4 separate regions of the Mus musculus genome follow, and regions 2, 3 and 4 are each linked to region 1. Evidence: chromatin contacts called from public Hi-C, HiChIP or PLAC-seq and Micro-C data. All regions are on one chromosome and are shown on one strand. The core of a region is the stretch at or near the end of the contact, and the rest is flanking DNA. Distances in the headings are between cores, read along the strand shown.

The links. A called contact is a pair of places that touch in the nucleus more often than the background predicts. HiChIP or PLAC-seq counts read pairs in DNA pulled down with a chosen protein or histone mark.
Region 2: a contact with region 1 is called in a Hi-C map of regulatory T cells, with 6 times the contacts expected there. The contact joins the promoter of Creld1 here to the promoter of Mtmr14 in region 1. A contact is called at or near these places in 4 of 39 promoter capture datasets (the C10 cell line, hippocampal neurons, liver and 1 more), 9 of 484 Hi-C or Micro-C datasets (CD4 T cells, CD8 T cells, LSK cells and 4 more), 6 of 115 datasets of contacts at active chromatin or transcription factors (embryonic stem cells, memory CD8 T cells and microglia) and 3 of 9 other capture datasets (adipose tissue, liver and pancreatic islet).
Region 3: a contact with region 1 is called in a Micro-C map of embryonic stem cells, with 3 times the contacts expected there. The contact joins the promoter of Jagn1 here to the promoter of Mtmr14 in region 1. A contact is called at or near these places in 5 of 39 promoter capture datasets (the C10 cell line, embryonic stem cells, fetal liver and 2 more), 5 of 484 Hi-C or Micro-C datasets (CD4 T cells, embryonic stem cells, erythroblasts and 2 more), 5 of 115 datasets of contacts at active chromatin or transcription factors (embryonic stem cells, memory CD8 T cells and pancreatic cancer cells) and 2 of 9 other capture datasets (adipose tissue and pancreatic islet).
Region 4: a contact with region 1 is called in an H3K4me3 HiChIP or PLAC-seq map of bone marrow-derived macrophages, with 2.6 times the contacts expected there. The contact joins the enhancer-like site here to the promoter of Mtmr14 in region 1. A contact is called at or near these places in 5 of 39 promoter capture datasets (the C10 cell line, the HPC-7 cell line, HPC-7-derived erythroid cells and 3 more), 2 of 484 Hi-C or Micro-C datasets (the AML12 cell line and embryonic fibroblasts), 2 of 115 datasets of contacts at active chromatin or transcription factors (bone marrow-derived macrophages and embryonic stem cells) and 4 of 9 other capture datasets (adipose tissue, liver, macrophages and 1 more).

Annotation. Positions count from the first base shown.
Region 1 is chr6:113,236,074-113,239,796 of GRCm38.p6, forward strand. Mtmr14 (myotubularin related protein 14) reads left to right here and starts at 1,770. Exons shown (of 19, transcript NM_026849.2): 1 at 1,770-2,048. The coding sequence starts at 1,893.
Region 2 is chr6:113,481,405-113,485,127 of GRCm38.p6, forward strand. Creld1 (cysteine-rich with EGF-like domains 1) reads left to right here and starts at 1,952. Exons shown (of 10, transcript NM_133930.2): 1 at 1,952-2,672; 2 at 3,091-3,173. The coding sequence starts at 2,499. It overlaps Il17rc (interleukin 17 receptor C), which reads left to right. Exons shown (of 18, transcript NM_178942.1): 17 at 879-974; 18 at 1,093-1,759. The coding sequence ends at 1,715.
Region 3 is chr6:113,440,576-113,444,298 of GRCm38.p6, forward strand. Jagn1 (jagunal homolog 1) reads left to right here and starts at 1,994. Exons shown (of 2, transcript NM_026365.3): 1 at 1,994-2,222. The coding sequence starts at 2,134.
Region 4 is chr6:113,097,835-113,101,557 of GRCm38.p6, forward strand. The region is part of intron 1 of Setd5 (SET domain containing 5); the gene reads left to right. Among named protein-coding and RNA genes, the nearest start is that of Setd5, 22 kb to the left of the region's middle. Within about 2 kb of position 1,972, at least 266 of the 459 cell types and tissues checked have an H3K27ac peak or open chromatin away from gene starts, as enhancers often do. A contact at or near this core is called in the AML12 cell line, the HPC-7 cell line, adipose tissue and 7 more, where this site is marked.

The sequences.
Region 1 (3,723 bases), core at 520-3,019:
TTAAAGGCGTGCGCCACCACACCCGGCTGCATTTTTTTTTTTAAAGCCCAATAAGATATCACTAGTAGGGCTGGTGAGACAGTGTGTGTGTATTTACCAAAAATATCTACAAAATAACTCATAGCAACAGATTTTTTTGAGAGTCGCACACTGTAGTACCACAGCTGGTCTTGATGGCTCCTTTGTCTTTTTGCCTCAGCTTTCGGAAGGCTTCACTCACAGGTGTAAGCCATTGCGATTGACTAGAAAAATCTTAGAGACATTATGTTTGTTCTACTTTTGTTGCTATGATAAAAACAAAAGCAAGCCAAGAAGAGGTTTATTGAGCTCACACTGTCACATCAGTGACATCATCATTGAGGACCATCAGGCAGGACAGGAACTCAAGCAAGAACCTGGAGGCAGAAAGTGAAGCAGAGGCCATGGAGAAATAAACACTGATTACCAGCTTGATCCCTGTAACTCTCTCAGCCTGCTTTATTCTACAACCCAGGACCACCTCTCCAAAGTGGATACCTCCCTCTGCATCAATTAGCAATCAAGAAAAGGCCCCACAGACATGCTCAGAGGCCAACCAGGTGGAGGCAATTACTCAACTGAAGAGTCCTTTCCCCAAGTTGGGAAGCAAGAATAATCATCACAGTTTAGAAGACGAGACTAAATAATAATTTTTTTAAAAAATGCATATTTTGATTCTATTTGACCATCGCCAAAAGGGAAAACTAATTTCCAGTATTAGAATTCAGGACAGGACCTAGTTGAGCATGAAGAGTGACTGACAGTCAGCAGGGGTTGTGGTTTGTGTTTTCCTTAGATTTCTTTACAAATCTAAGAAAATGAGTACTTTTAGGCACTATGTTAACTTACTATGTTTTCACAGCATCAATTTCATTTTGAGAGTTTTCTTTCGACATAAGTTATAGCTTAATCAACTGTCTGACTGATGGCCAAATGAGCAATTCTCCCTCAGATATACAATACTGAAGGAGGCCTTAACACCTTCTCTCTAAACATCAATACTTGGGGGTAGATAGTACACACATCTTCTGAGACTAACAATTCTAGGAATTTGGGACTGATATTTGAGATTCTCAGCACCCAGAAAGTGGAGGCAGGTGAGTCAGGAGTTCAAGGCCAGCCTTGGCTATACCACAAATAATTACCTACATCAAACAACAAACACCAGCCCAATACACAAACAACTCCCTAGACAGGGAAGAACTGAGCAGGAGATTGGCACGTGTTGATTTATGATGAAAGCAGCTGATAGGAAAATGAAGGAACATTATTATCTACACTTTTTTAAACATTTTTAAAAAATTAAGGTGTGGTCTGGGCTAGTCTCAAATGCCTGATTCTCACGCTTCATCCTCTGGCGTTTGCCTACTGACACCAGCTAGAAAATCTTTTTAAATAAATAGGATGATGGTCCACGCTATATTGGCAGGGACGTCCATAAGAGCAGTGGAGAAGTGCTGTTTGAAATGCTGTTTTGATTCTTGCAGCTCTCGTCTTCTTGCTGCCAGCACTAACTCAGGCCTCCGGCGGTTCCTTCCTCTCTTGTTGCCAATGGTTCCCGCCTTTCCCCTCCCCGCAGCCGCGGTGGTTTAGCCCGGCTTCCCCCGGGGAAACCCCTTGGGCGGAGCGCGGCCCCCGCCGTGAGGCCACTTGGATCCCTCCGCGTCAGGGGTGGGCCGGGGACCTGTGGGCCGGGCACGAACCCCGGGCTCTGATTGGCTGCGGCGGGAGTAAACATCCGGAGAGGTGGGGCGGGGCCGGAAGTGGAAGAAGAAGGCGGCGGCTGAGTCGGTTCAGGAGGTTTTAGAGCCGGAGTCCGAGCTTCAGGTGCCATGGGCTGGGGGAAGGCGCCCTGAGGGGACTCGAGGCTGTGCATGGCGGGTGCTCGGGCCGCCGCCGCCGCCTCGGCGGGTTCCACCGCCTCGTCGGGCAGCCCGCCGCCTCAGGAGCCCGGGCTCTGGGAGCTGCTGGAGGAGTTCTCCCGGACTCAGTACCGTGCCAAGGACAGCGGCGGGAAGAGCGGCTCTAAGGTGAGCCCCAAAGGTGCAACGACCTGAACTGGTCCCTGGCCTGAGTTACCGAGGGAAGACTGTGGTTCGGGATGGGAGGAGAGCTGGAATGAGACCTCCTTGGGGAGGCACGGGAGAGGAACTTATCCAGGATATGGACTCAGAGAGTAAGGATCCGGCTTTACACCAAAGAGGAGGACCGAAGCTCCTTGTGGGTTTTGGGGTGGGGGGTTGCTTTAACAGGGGTTTGGAGGTCAAGGGTCGGAGTTGTGGGCCAGGTGCAAAGGTTAGACAATAGGAACGCTACCCTTCGTGAGCCTAGGAGGGGTTACCAACAGATTCAAAACAAAAAACAAAACCCCTAAAATCTAAGTAAAAATGGGGAAGAGACTCCTCTGGACCAGAGATCAGAGTAGAAGTCTGGAGTAGTGTGACATTATGGAGCCCAGAGAACAGCGGAGTGTGTCACCTCCTTATAAGGTACCAGCATGACTTAGGCCCTTCCCTTTCCTTTCCTGTAGAGCAAGAAGAGAACCCACATTCCCTTTCTGTTCCTTTTATCAGAAGTCTCTGTCCGTTGTCCCCCCACCCCGGGAATTTCCCTCTGCCCTAGTCACCAGGCCTGAAAAGAGAGCTGCTGATCTGGTCGAGGCATACTGACCTCAGCACTGATAGACCCGGCCCTTTCTCTTTCCCAGTGTGGCATTACACATTGGCGTTGGTCTCTGTGCTGGGCCATAAAACTGGTTTGGCCCCAGAGGTTACCTAGGGGCTGAGACATCTTCTATTAATCTCTGAAGTAACAACCTAAGAAAGATCACTAATGTGGTATTATCGGACCAGACAATTAAGTACCTTTCAGATTATAATTGGCATCATTTGGAGCTCTTGTTAAACACAAAGATTTCTGGTCTTAGATTCTCTTAAAGCACAATGTCTGGGGAGGCAGACCCTAGAATTTGTACTGTATGTTCAGAAAAGCCTTAAATGCGTTATCCCAACCAAGGCCAGTCATGCACTCCTGTCCTTCTGTCTCCACTTCCTAGGTGATGGGGTTACAGGTGTTTACCCTCATGCTTGGTTTCTGTGGTGCTGGAGATTGAACACAGGTTTTTATGCATGCCAGACCGGCATTCTACCAGCTGAGCTACATCACCAGCCTTGGTGTGTGTTGAGGCGTGGTTTTTTGTCTGTGGCCCTGGCTTGGTTTCACAGTCATTATCCCAGGATGGCTTGTAACTAATAATCCTCCTGCCTTAGCCTCCCAAGGACTACATACACGTGTGAGCCACCACAGCTGACTTCGAGGGCAATCTTTTGAGTGGTTATAGGAGGTGTGTGATTTTGATGGATCTCACTGCCCTCTGAATGTCTGTGAAGATTAGAGTTTTACAAGTTAAACCTTACTCTCACCACAACTGGTCTTAATACTGCTCCAGGCTTCATGATCTCTTGCAAAGTTCTTGATGTGTTACAGGCGGTAAGCTTTTCTTCCAGTGGGCTTTTCACTGAACTGTGAACAAAAGGATTAATTTTAGAAGGGAGCCTTGCCTTTAGTTTTATAAGCAGATGGTATGTAAAGAGACAACTGTCTGCAGCTTTTACTGATTTTGCTGACTAGAGCTTCTTTATTTTTGTAGGTGTTGTTGAGACATGGTCTTGAGATATATAGTAATTCATATATAAATATACACAC
Region 2 (3,723 bases), core at 702-3,201, 250 kb after region 1:
ACATTTGCCACCAAATCTGAAAAAAAACCTGAGTTCCCTGAGACCAACATGAATGGACTCTCTTGAGTTGTCCTCTGACCTTCACACAAGCTCTATGGCATGTGTGCCCCTCAAGGGTGGGGTTGGAGGAGGGACAGGGATAAAAACACACTTTTAGGGATCCCAGAATCACTAAAAAGACATAGCCTGCCCACAGCAACAGAAATCTAAAAGGACAGGGCCAGTATGAGCTGTTGACTGTTTGCGATCTTACAGTAATAGTTATGGGTTCAGTGCAGTGAATGAGCGCAGCCAGGACCTGGTTTAGGTGGATGAAGGGTTCAGGGGAAAGGTCCTAGACACACCGGGAAGCCTCTGCTAGTTGAGAGGAGTCAAGCTGCAGTTTTAAGACTGTGAAGTACATTTTTGAGAGTTTCCAAAGCTGTCAGTGTGGTTAGAGGGTCTTGGGAAGAAGATGGGAGGCCCAATAGGGTGTAGGATTTTATGTCCCCAGCAACACCAGCTCCCTCAAGGGCTAGAATAAACCTATTTTAAACAGATCTTGGTGGTTCCCCATAGAGTGAATGGACTGTAAGCGGAAAGATAGGGGCTATTGCAATCATGCAAGACAGCAAAATTAAGGGCCTGTAACCCTAGGCTTCAGGGGCAATATCAGCTGCAATCTGAATGCACTTGATGCTGTTGTCCATATTTACAGGCATGGAAACGGAGGCAGGTCACAGAGACACATGGAGCTTTTTCAGTGCGTGGGCTCTGACAAATGCGACTTTGGGGCAGATCACTTCATGTATATAGACTCATTTTTTTTCTCCTCCGATAAGGTGGAGTAAAAGATAAAGGTTTCTTACTAGCCCATTATTTTCCCCTGTCTATTCCAGACATCCACAGGCGCTGGGTCCTAGTATGGCTGGCCTGCCTACTCTTGGCTGCGGCGCTTTTCTTCTTCCTCCTTCTAAAAAAGGACCGCAGGAAAGGTGAGTGCTTTCCTGTCCTGGTTTCCCAAGGACAGTCTCAAACAGTGGCGCTGGGGCTCAATTGGGTGGAGGGAAGGCAGGTCCGGGCTCACCCTCACAGGCTCCACTATCCCTGTAGCGGCCCGTGGCTCCCGCACGGCCTTGCTCCTCCACTCCGCCGACGGAGCGGGCTACGAGCGTCTGGTGGGAGCACTGGCGTCCGCGTTGAGCCAGATGCCACTGCGCGTGGCCGTGGACCTGTGGAGCCGCCGCGAGCTGAGCGCGCACGGAGCCCTAGCCTGGTTCCACCACCAGCGACGCCGTATCCTGCAGGAGGGTGGCGTGGTAATCCTTCTCTTCTCGCCCGCGGCCGTGGCGCAGTGTCAGCAGTGGCTGCAGCTCCAGACAGTGGAGCCCGGGCCGCATGACGCCCTCGCCGCCTGGCTCAGCTGCGTGCTACCCGATTTCCTGCAAGGCCGGGCGACCGGCCGCTACGTCGGGGTCTACTTCGACGGGCTGCTGCACCCAGACTCTGTGCCCTCCCCGTTCCGCGTCGCCCCGCTCTTCTCCCTGCCCTCGCAGCTGCCGGCTTTCCTGGATGCACTGCAGGGAGGCTGCTCCACTTCCGCGGGGCGACCCGCGGACCGGGTGGAACGAGTGACCCAGGCGCTGCGGTCCGCCCTGGACAGCTGTACTTCTAGCTCGGAAGCCCCAGGCTGCTGCGAGGAATGGGACCTGGGACCCTGCACTACACTAGAATAAAAGCCGATACAGTATTCCTAACCAAGTAGCACTCGTGTATCTGTTCCGAGGACCCGCTAACAGAGCCTTTAACCCCGCTGCCCTTTAAAGCCCGGACAGGTGCAGCCCGGAGCCGCTTCTGGTTGGCTAGTGTAGGGTGACGCCATGGCACATGGCTTTCCATAATTGGCTGGGAGAAGGCCCCGCCCTCCGGACTGCGGCGTTGAAGAAGGGTGTACTTTTTACGGAGGCGGTGGCTTTGAGGCGACTCGGCCCACAGCGCCCGGGGCGGAGGCGGGGACTTTTTTTTTTTTTTTTTCCCTCCTCCTCTAAGGTCTAGCAGGGTTTGGATCCTCCCAGTCCTGTTTCAGGCTGTGCCTCCATCTCCCAAAGAGGCTCTGAACTTGACCCCTTCTCTTCATATCCGGATCCGGGCTCCTCCTCCAGGACCGCCCATCCGCCTTTCTCTCGGAATATTTTGGGATCCAACCCTCTCTCTAATTTTGGCCCCTAATAACTCACTGAGACCCTAAAACAATGGGCTGACGCTTATTCTTTTGCCCGCGATCCCGGCCACCTCCCCCTACGGTAACGGAGAAATAATTTCTCTGCTGGAATCGTAGATTAGGCTCTTTCACCCCTTCCAGCGCCTCTGCTTCCACTACCCCAGTTTATCCTCGTTTTGTAATTACGTAGGTCTGGGGCTCTGAGCCCCAAGGCGCCTCGCTTTCCTCCCTTACAGCCTGGCTTCTCCAGTGAACCCTCCCCCTGCCCTCTATCTGCACGTCCCCAGCCTGGGAAAAGATGGCTCCACTGCCCCCAAGGGGCCTGGTCCCATCTCTGCTCTGGTGCTTGAGCCTGTTTCTGAGCCTCCCAGGACCTGTCTGGCTCCAACCCTCTCCTCCTCCCCATCCTTCTCCCCGAGCTGAGCCCCATCCGTGTCATACCTGCCGGGCACTGGTGGACAACTTCAACAAGGTGGGTGCACTAATAGCCACGAGGGAGGGGCCCATTATTGGAGAGCAGGGAGCTCTCTCTGCAAATCTGCATGGTGTCTAGTCCCAGTGTGGGTTGCTGGCTTTAACTGTATGGCATTTGGGTAAGGTGTGTCACAGTGCCTCAGTTTTCTGGTCAATAACATAAAATAATGAAATGTTAGAATGTTAGGCCGGGAGTGCCGGCACATTCCTTTAGTCCCAGCACTGGGGAGGCAGAGGCAGGTGGATCTCTGAGTTCCAGGGCATCCTGGTCTACAGACCAAGTTCCAGGACAGCCAGGACTATGCAGAGAAACCTTGTTTCAGAAACAACAACAAAACAAAAAACAAACTAATAAAAAATCCAAATGAATGTGTCTAGCTCTGTACTTAGATATTCCTAATTTCTTCCATATGCAGGGCCTGGAGAGAACCATCCGGGACAACTTCGGGGGTGGAAACACGGCCTGGGAGGAAGAGAAGTTGTCCAAATACAAAGACAGGTAAGAAGGTGGGGGCAGGGTATCTACCCCAACTCTGGGTTTCTGTTGATGATGTTGGATAGATTCTCTGCGGAAGCATTTCGCTCCCCAGATCCTGAACATTTACAGTACAGCAGATAAGGAAACCAAGCCCCATCTTCGAGAAACTTGCTTTTTTAGTAGAGTAGACACAAACAGTACACACAACCTGTCAGGTGAAGAACAAGAATGTGGGTAGACCACAGGTGGGTGGGATGTGTTCAGGATGGTCCGTTTGAACAGTAGGGGGGCCGACCTTCTGTTTCTCCCAAAGGTGGCTGGAGCAGAGTGAGCAGAAGGTTCTAGAGAGGAGTTTAGATGTCCTGAATGGGAGGCCAGAAAGGACACTGGATTTCCTGGAACTGGAGTTAGAGGAATTGGGAGCCACTATGTCTGTGGTGGGAACTGAATAATTGCTGAGCCATCTCTCCAGGTCTTAAGTGAAGAGATCACTCACACTCACAAAGTACAAGAAGCCAGGGGAGCATGGAGGGAGTGGGGAGAGCAGCTAGGGAGTGGGGAGAGGGGCTTC
Region 3 (3,723 bases), core at 744-3,243, 200 kb after region 1:
AACACTGAGTCCTGGGGGAATCCAGGAGGCATTTTGGAGATAGTCGTAGTTATCTAATCCCCACTGGGGTTCAGTTTGGGAGTATGTTTGCTGACATCAACTTGTATACGGCTCACAAATGATGTTAGAGCTGTGAGATAGTTCCTTCACGATGCATCCTTGGCTCCTCCTTACATTGAGACCGCCCCAGGAGCTGAGCAAGCTGAAAGATCATAGAACTTCATGTAATTTTTGTGAGGTGAGTCCTTTTGGGGTGCTGCATAGACTCTGAAGGTGAGCAGGCCCAGGCTGGCAGGCCCCACAGCTCTCTGAATTACCCTGAGGACACTGCTGGCAGCCTCGGCTCTGGCAGGGTGCCTCAGCCATATTTCAACTCTAAGATCTTCCAAGTTCAGCTCTAAAGCCACTGGGTTATTTCTTGCTTCTGCTACTGAAGTAGACTTCACCTTTCTCCCCTCCAGCCCAGTCTCCATACAGCAACTAGATATGTTCAGATAGGTAGGTAGGTAGGTAGGTAGGTAGGTAGGTAGGTAGGTAGGTAGAAGAGATCTTACTGTATTGCCTAGGCTGACCTCAAACTCATGCTTCAACTTCCCAAGTGCTGTGATCACAGGCATACACTCCTATGCCCAGTACAGCCATTTGTTTGCCTTAAAAAATAAAAATCAATTTAAAAAAATCTTATGTGTGTTTGGGTATTTGACCTGCGTGTAGGTCTGTATACAGTATGAATGCAGTGCCCACCTAGGCCAGAAGAGGGTGCTAGAGACTCTGGAACTGGAGTTTCAGTGAGTTGTGAGCTGTAGGTGTTGGGAGCCAAACCCCAAAGGGGTGGTGAGATGGATCAGTGGCTAAGAGCGATTGTTCTTGAAAAGGACCTGAGTTGGATTTCCAGAGCCTGCATGGTAGCTCACAACAAGCGCTCCAGTTCCAGGGCATTTGGGGGTTTGACGGCCTCTCCTGACTTCCCCTGGCACCCGACATGCATTCGCTGTATAACACATCCGGCAAGGAGAACACTCTGTGAGTTCAAGGCTACCCACATAGCAAATGCCAGGACATAGTGAGACTCTGTCTCAATAAAACAAACAATCTGGGTCCTTAGCAAAAACAGTAGGTACTCTTAACCACTGTTAATAACTCTCCAGTTATTAATTATTTAATTAATTTATTGGCAAACGTTCAACACAGGCCAGGCTGGCCTCAATGAACTCCTCCTGTTCCTGCCTCCACCTTTCACGTTGAGGAGATTACAAATATTCACAGCCATCTTTGTTCCAGTTAGCCCTCAGGACGCAGGGTCTCAGACTATGGAGAGCATTGCAGGGAGGAAGAGATGCCTCTTTACTGCTTCAGCCTCTGAGTGACGCCTCTCAGCATTGACCACCCTATACTTTTCGTTGTATAACGTCTTTGCTCTGGACCCTAACCCCAAGGTTGTGTGGAGCTTCAGGAAATATAGATGTGCAACAAGCCACTGGGCAAAGATGCCAAGTCTAGTTAGGTATGGTTTAAGACTATAATCACGCCTTGGGAGATTGAAGCAAAAAAGACCGTCAAGAGTTCGAGGCCAGCATGAAGCACATGAAGCCCTGTCTCAAGAATTACAACTTAAGGTCTGGGTCAGCCGTTAAGAGGTCAATAGAACTAGGTTTAAATCCCAGCACTCACAGTATAGCTAGCAAATCTATCCTATGTCCTCTTCCAGCCTCTGCAGGCACAAAAACCACACGTGGTGCATAGACAGACAGACAAAACACCCATACACAAGTAATTATTTTAAATGCTTTAAATGAAGTTAAAAGGGGTTTGCTGGGGGCTTGGTTGCTCGGCATCAGCGGCCTGGGGTTCGGTTCTGCACGATGGGATCTCTGGGCAGGTCAGTGAACCATTTCTAGGGACTGTTAATTCCGCAATCGCTCTACTCTGGCAAAGAACCTCAGAAAGGCCAAGAACGCATGCGCGAAGAAGGAACCACAGAGTCAGTCCTCCCAGGATAGAGAGGCCGGAAGTTCTCCCGGAGCTCCACGCCGTGTAGTGAAAGCCGGGCCGAGGTAGCAGGGAAGGGGTTCGCAGGGTGCTTGGCTGGGTGTGTGAGCAGAGGGTCGGCGTTAGGGGCCTTAGTTCTGTACAATGGCGTCTCGGGCAGGCCCGCGAGCGGCCGGCACCGACGGCAGCGACTTTCAGCACCGGGAGCGCGTCGCCATGCACTACCAGATGAGGTACGAGGTGAGCCAGGCGTACCGAGGCCTTTCCCGGCGGAGCCTGCAGATCCTGGGAAGAAGCGACGCCAGTGGTCCTCACGCTGTCGCCCCCCAGCCAGTTGTCGTGTACCCGCCAGGTCCCCTGCTCTAACGACCTCTGCTCTGTTTCCAGGCCGGGGAAACCCCGTGGCCCACCTTGGTCCGACTTATTCTTTGAGGGGATCCAGCCTGCACAGGCTCGTGGTTCGGTGCTGGCCCCCTGGGTGACCTTGGGAACGCCACTGCCACTTTTCTTTTTCAAGTCTAGATCCCACGGTAGCGTCCAGGCTGATCTCGAACTCACAGCCTTCTCTTTAGTCTCCTGAGTGCTTCTGGCTTTTCAGGGATGCACTTGGCCTGAGAACTCCTTAACATTTTTAAAGATTTTTATTTTTAATTTCGTGTGTGTGTGTGTGTGTGTGTGTATTTGTGCACGTGAGAGCAACTGCTCGCAGAATCCAGTAGAGGGCGTTGGAGCTGGAGTTACACATGGCATTTGGAGTCTACCCGAGGTTGGTGCTGAGAGCCAAGCCCAGAAAGGTGGCAAGCCATGTCTCTAACCACACGTCAGAAGTGATTTTGGAAGCTAGAGTTGTGGTTCATGAACCCAAACCGCCTCCACTGCAGCGAGCCTACTCTCCAGCTCCAACTCGGGTTATTTCCAATTGGAGTCTCAGTTTTCACATTTTTAGAGGGAGAAAATTTCATGATTTTTAGGTTTTGGTGAGGAATTAGCAAGTCGTTTGTGTAAAGGCACAGCATAGGAGTGTGGTGGCTGCTAAACTTGGGGCTGTCTGGATGTGGGTGGTAAAAGGTGACCCTGTCCATCCTGAGGTTTAGGAATACGTCCATATAAGGAGATCTTTCTACGTTCCTTTATTTGTTTGATAAACTCTTACAGGCTATCTATCCATCCTGTCTGTATTGTGTTCTGCACTGAGTCTTTCTTTCCCTCACCTGCCTCTGTCCTTCCTTTAGTGGTTTTTCGAGATGGGGTTTCTCCTTGTAATTCCAGGCTTTCTTGGAACTCACTTTGTAGACCAGGCTGGCATCAAACTCAGAGACCCACCTACCTCTGCCTGATAAGATTAAAGGCGTGTGACACCACCTGTAGACCCTATCTTTATGGAAGATGTCACATGAAGTTTACAAAGAGTTTCAATGCAGTCAAGTCTTTTTTTTTTTTTTCTTCAATTATAAAGTCCTTTTTATTAGTCAAAATCACAATCACCTTGATTAAAAGGGCAGAATATTCCACCCTCAGCAGAAAAACAACACAGTGATAGAAAACCTCCCCAAACCCTCCCACACCCCAATTAAAAACTAGAAAAAATGTCTGCCCTCTGGGCCTGCGATGCCATGGTAGTCTGACTCCTTCAGGGCACTGCCATGGAGTGGGCAGGCCCCCACAGCACCCTCCATTTCACCTTGGGGAAAGGAGGGGTGCTGACGGCCATGGACGTTAGGATAGAGATCCAGT
Region 4 (3,723 bases), core at 722-3,221, 140 kb before region 1:
AGCACGCCTTTAATTCCAGCACTTGGGAGGCGGAGACAGGCAGATTACTCAATTCAAGGCCAGCCTGGCCTACAAAGTGAGTTCCAGGACAGCCGGGGCTACACAGAAAAACCGTCTTGAAAAATCAAAAGAAAATAAAAAGGAGTAAAGCAGGACAAGCTGGGTTTGCTAGTGGATCCAGTATTCTGTAGATCTGGTAGGTTGTTCATTGATGGGAAAGTGAAACTACATATTTTTTTCTTTTTCGTTCTTTCTTTCTTTCTTTCTTTCTTTCTTTCTTTCTTTCTTTCTTTCTTTCTTTCTTTCTTGTTTTTGTTGTTGTTTTTTCAAGACACGTTTTCCCTGTGTAGCCCTGACTGTCCTGGAACTCACTTTGTAGACCAGGGTGGCCTCGAACTCAGAGATCTGCCTGCCTCTGCCTCTGGAGTGCTGGGATTAAAGGCCTGTGCCACCACGCCCTGCAAGACTTTATCATTTTAAAGTCCTCATAAGAGTTCCCACTTTGTTAAAAAAAAAAAAAAAAGTTTTTCATTAATTTATTTTTCCTCCCCTCTTCTCCTCCCAGCCCTACTCTCTCAATCCCCCCTTTTAAATTTTATAGTCATAAGAAAAACTGATTTAAGAGAAAATTCAACTCACATGCAGACGGAAAGATCCAATCATAAAATTGCAATTTTTCCCCCAACCCCTTTGCAATTTTTTTGAAGGGTTTTTGTTTTGTTTTGTTTTTTAAGACAGGGCTCACATATCCCAAATTTGCCCAAAATTTGCTATATGTAACCCAGAATAACCTGGAATTCTGATAATTCTACCTGTACCTCCAAAGTCCTAGGATTATAGATAGCCTCATAACACCATGCCAAATTTGTGCAAGGCTAAGAAAACTCAGGGCTTTGTGGTGCCAGGCAAGTACCCTACCAAATTATCTCTTTGTACAAATTTTCTCTCTTAATTCAGTTACTCATTAGCCTACTAAAGAATTTTCAGAGCTGTGCTATATGTGTTAATTTCCATTATCTAAATACAGGGTTGAACATAATGCTTTCAGTAATATATATGTGTAAGAAACCTGAATCTTGAATTGTGTCCCAGTTTAAGGATGGTGGTTTTAAAAAGAAATTTGGTTTGAGGCTTCCTGTAGTTGAAGTTCCCTAACCTAAGTCTTTAACAAGGTGAGAAACAATATTGTATATGAAAAACCCAGTACCTAAACTGAAAAGAAATTGGGCCTATGATGACAATTCTAGGGAAGATTTTTAAATTGAATGTATATTTAAGCTGGAGTCTAAGTAAATGGATTATAATCATTAACTCTAGTAAGATCTGAAGTCATGCTGCCCCTAGAAAAGGAGGCGTTGTACCTAACATTGTAAAGACACTTTGTTAATGTTTATCTTGACCTAAGCTAGAGTAGATTTTCTTTTTTCTCTCCTAGATGACATTGTTTTATGTACTGAGTTCCATGTAATTTCAGAATTCAAAATATACCTCTCTGACCCTAGATTAGTCTAAATATTTATCTTTATTTTTGTGAGTCATAATTGAGTATCAGATTTCATAACAGTTTTTATACAAGAAACTATTGTGTCCCAGGTTTTTCTTGGGAAACTGAGGAAAATTAGTATAAATTTTTACTGTAAAGGCCTTATCGTTAATATGTTTAGAGAATTCTGCTCATCAGAGTAAAAATATTTTTGGTGTTTCATTTGAAATATAATTATGAGTGGTGGAGACTTTAAACACAGTTAAAGGAAAGCAGGGAAGACAAAGGGCTCTCTAAGAAAAGGGCTTGGGATGCGTGGGGTAGGGATATTCCCTTTATTTTATCAGAGACTGAAATGGAAGAAATTTGACATTCTGGTGGCTTATGGGGAGCTGCTCAGAGATTGCTTCTTGGCTGAGTTGCTGTCTGCAAAGGCTGCTAACAATCGCTTGTCTGGCAGCAGATCTTGTTCATCAGGATTGCATCATCTCTGGGAGAGTGGCCAAGGTCCACAGCCTCAGTACAAAGACTGTCTGAAGCATACGAGGCCTGTTCTCTTTCTAAAGCTGCACTCTTCTTCCTGCCAGTCCTCTTCACAGGATTGCTAAAGCTGACTTGTGCGTTTCTTTCATTGGGTTGACTGTTTACTGGTCTCTTGTCTCCCAGCTGCTTCCGCCTCACCTGTCTGATACATTTCTTCTGAAATCTTAAAAGTCTAGAAACTACATATAAATGGTAACTCTCAAAAGAGTGCTCAGTATTGGAAGACAGGCTGGGTTTGTTAGTGGATCCGGTATTTTGTAGATCTGGTGGGTTGATAATTGATGGCAGAGTGAAACTATATTTTTACTTTGCCTCTGTCCTTCCTCTTACTTGCTGCTGCTGAATACTTGACTATTTTATTTCTTCTTTTTACTGTCACCTTCAAACCTTTTTTTTTTTCACTTCAAAATTGTGAATATACTTTTGAAAATATTTTTCTAAAGATTACTTTGTTTTCCAGATTTTTAAAAATTGGAAACATGCGCACGCCCACACCCACACACATAAATGTAAAGGGCATGCCTTCTAATGGATGGTGACTTGTGAACAGCTTTCTTCCATGTTTATGACCTGTTATTATTTTGGATATTGAGAGCTCATTTTGGTCAGTACTATATTTGACTTTGTGAAATAAAAACATGAATTTAAGAAATTCTGATCACCTACTCTTCCCTTTCTTCATTCTCTTTCCCCAAATTTAATAGGTTCTCTATTTTCCTTTCCTTTTGGGGATATAGTAAGTTGATGGAATTGACCCCAGGTAGAACCGATTCCCCCTGCCCCCAGTTTTTATAAGGAATGGAATGGGGAAAAGAAAGGAGTCATCATTTAATATGTTTTGCTAGGCCTGTATCCAAAGTAAATCTGGTATTTGATGAAAAGAGGTCTGTGCCCCATGTGGTGGTGTGTGCCAATAATAGCACTTGGGAGGGTCAGCCAAGGAGGATACAAGTTTAAGTCTGATGTGGGCTATAGCAATTGCTTAAAAACAAACAAAACAAAACAGAAATGTAAAAGTTACTGAGTTTGGAACCCCCATGGAAAGACAAGAAAAACTTGAGAATCCTGAGGGGAACAGTTTTGATAGAAGGGAAGAGAAGGGCAGTATCTCATCACCTTGGAAACCAAGGCCATTTCCTTCCCTCCCTTAGTTATTTTGTGTTAGATGTAAATGGAAAGTAACAAGTAATACAGAAATAAAATTATTAATCTGTAGTGTTCCACTTTTTGAGCACATCAATGTTTCTTCATATATTAAACTGTGTCTCAGCCTTTTCTAGGGTTTCAGAGCTACTCGCAGATAATTGGGGGACCTCAAAGGTGACTGCCCCAAATCCTTTTCATTTGTTATATTTTGAATTTTAGTAAATGTTGAACTTGGTTACTATGATGGGATCACTCAGTAAACATTTCTTGATTCCTCTTGATATGTCAGGCATAGTATTTAATCATTGGAACTACAGCAGTGGTTTAAAAAAAAAGTTTTGTTTTTTAATCCCTGCCATAATTTGTGTTCTGGTGATAAGAGTTTAAGTAATGGAATAAATTATATTTTGAAATTATTTTTGTCTAGACACAGTTCTTACACATCTCCAAATTAGGAGATTAAATTAATAGTTACTCTAGCTAAAATTTAGCTTGATAAACCAGAGTAAATGTTTTCTTACATGAGATATTATAATAAAAGATTGTATATG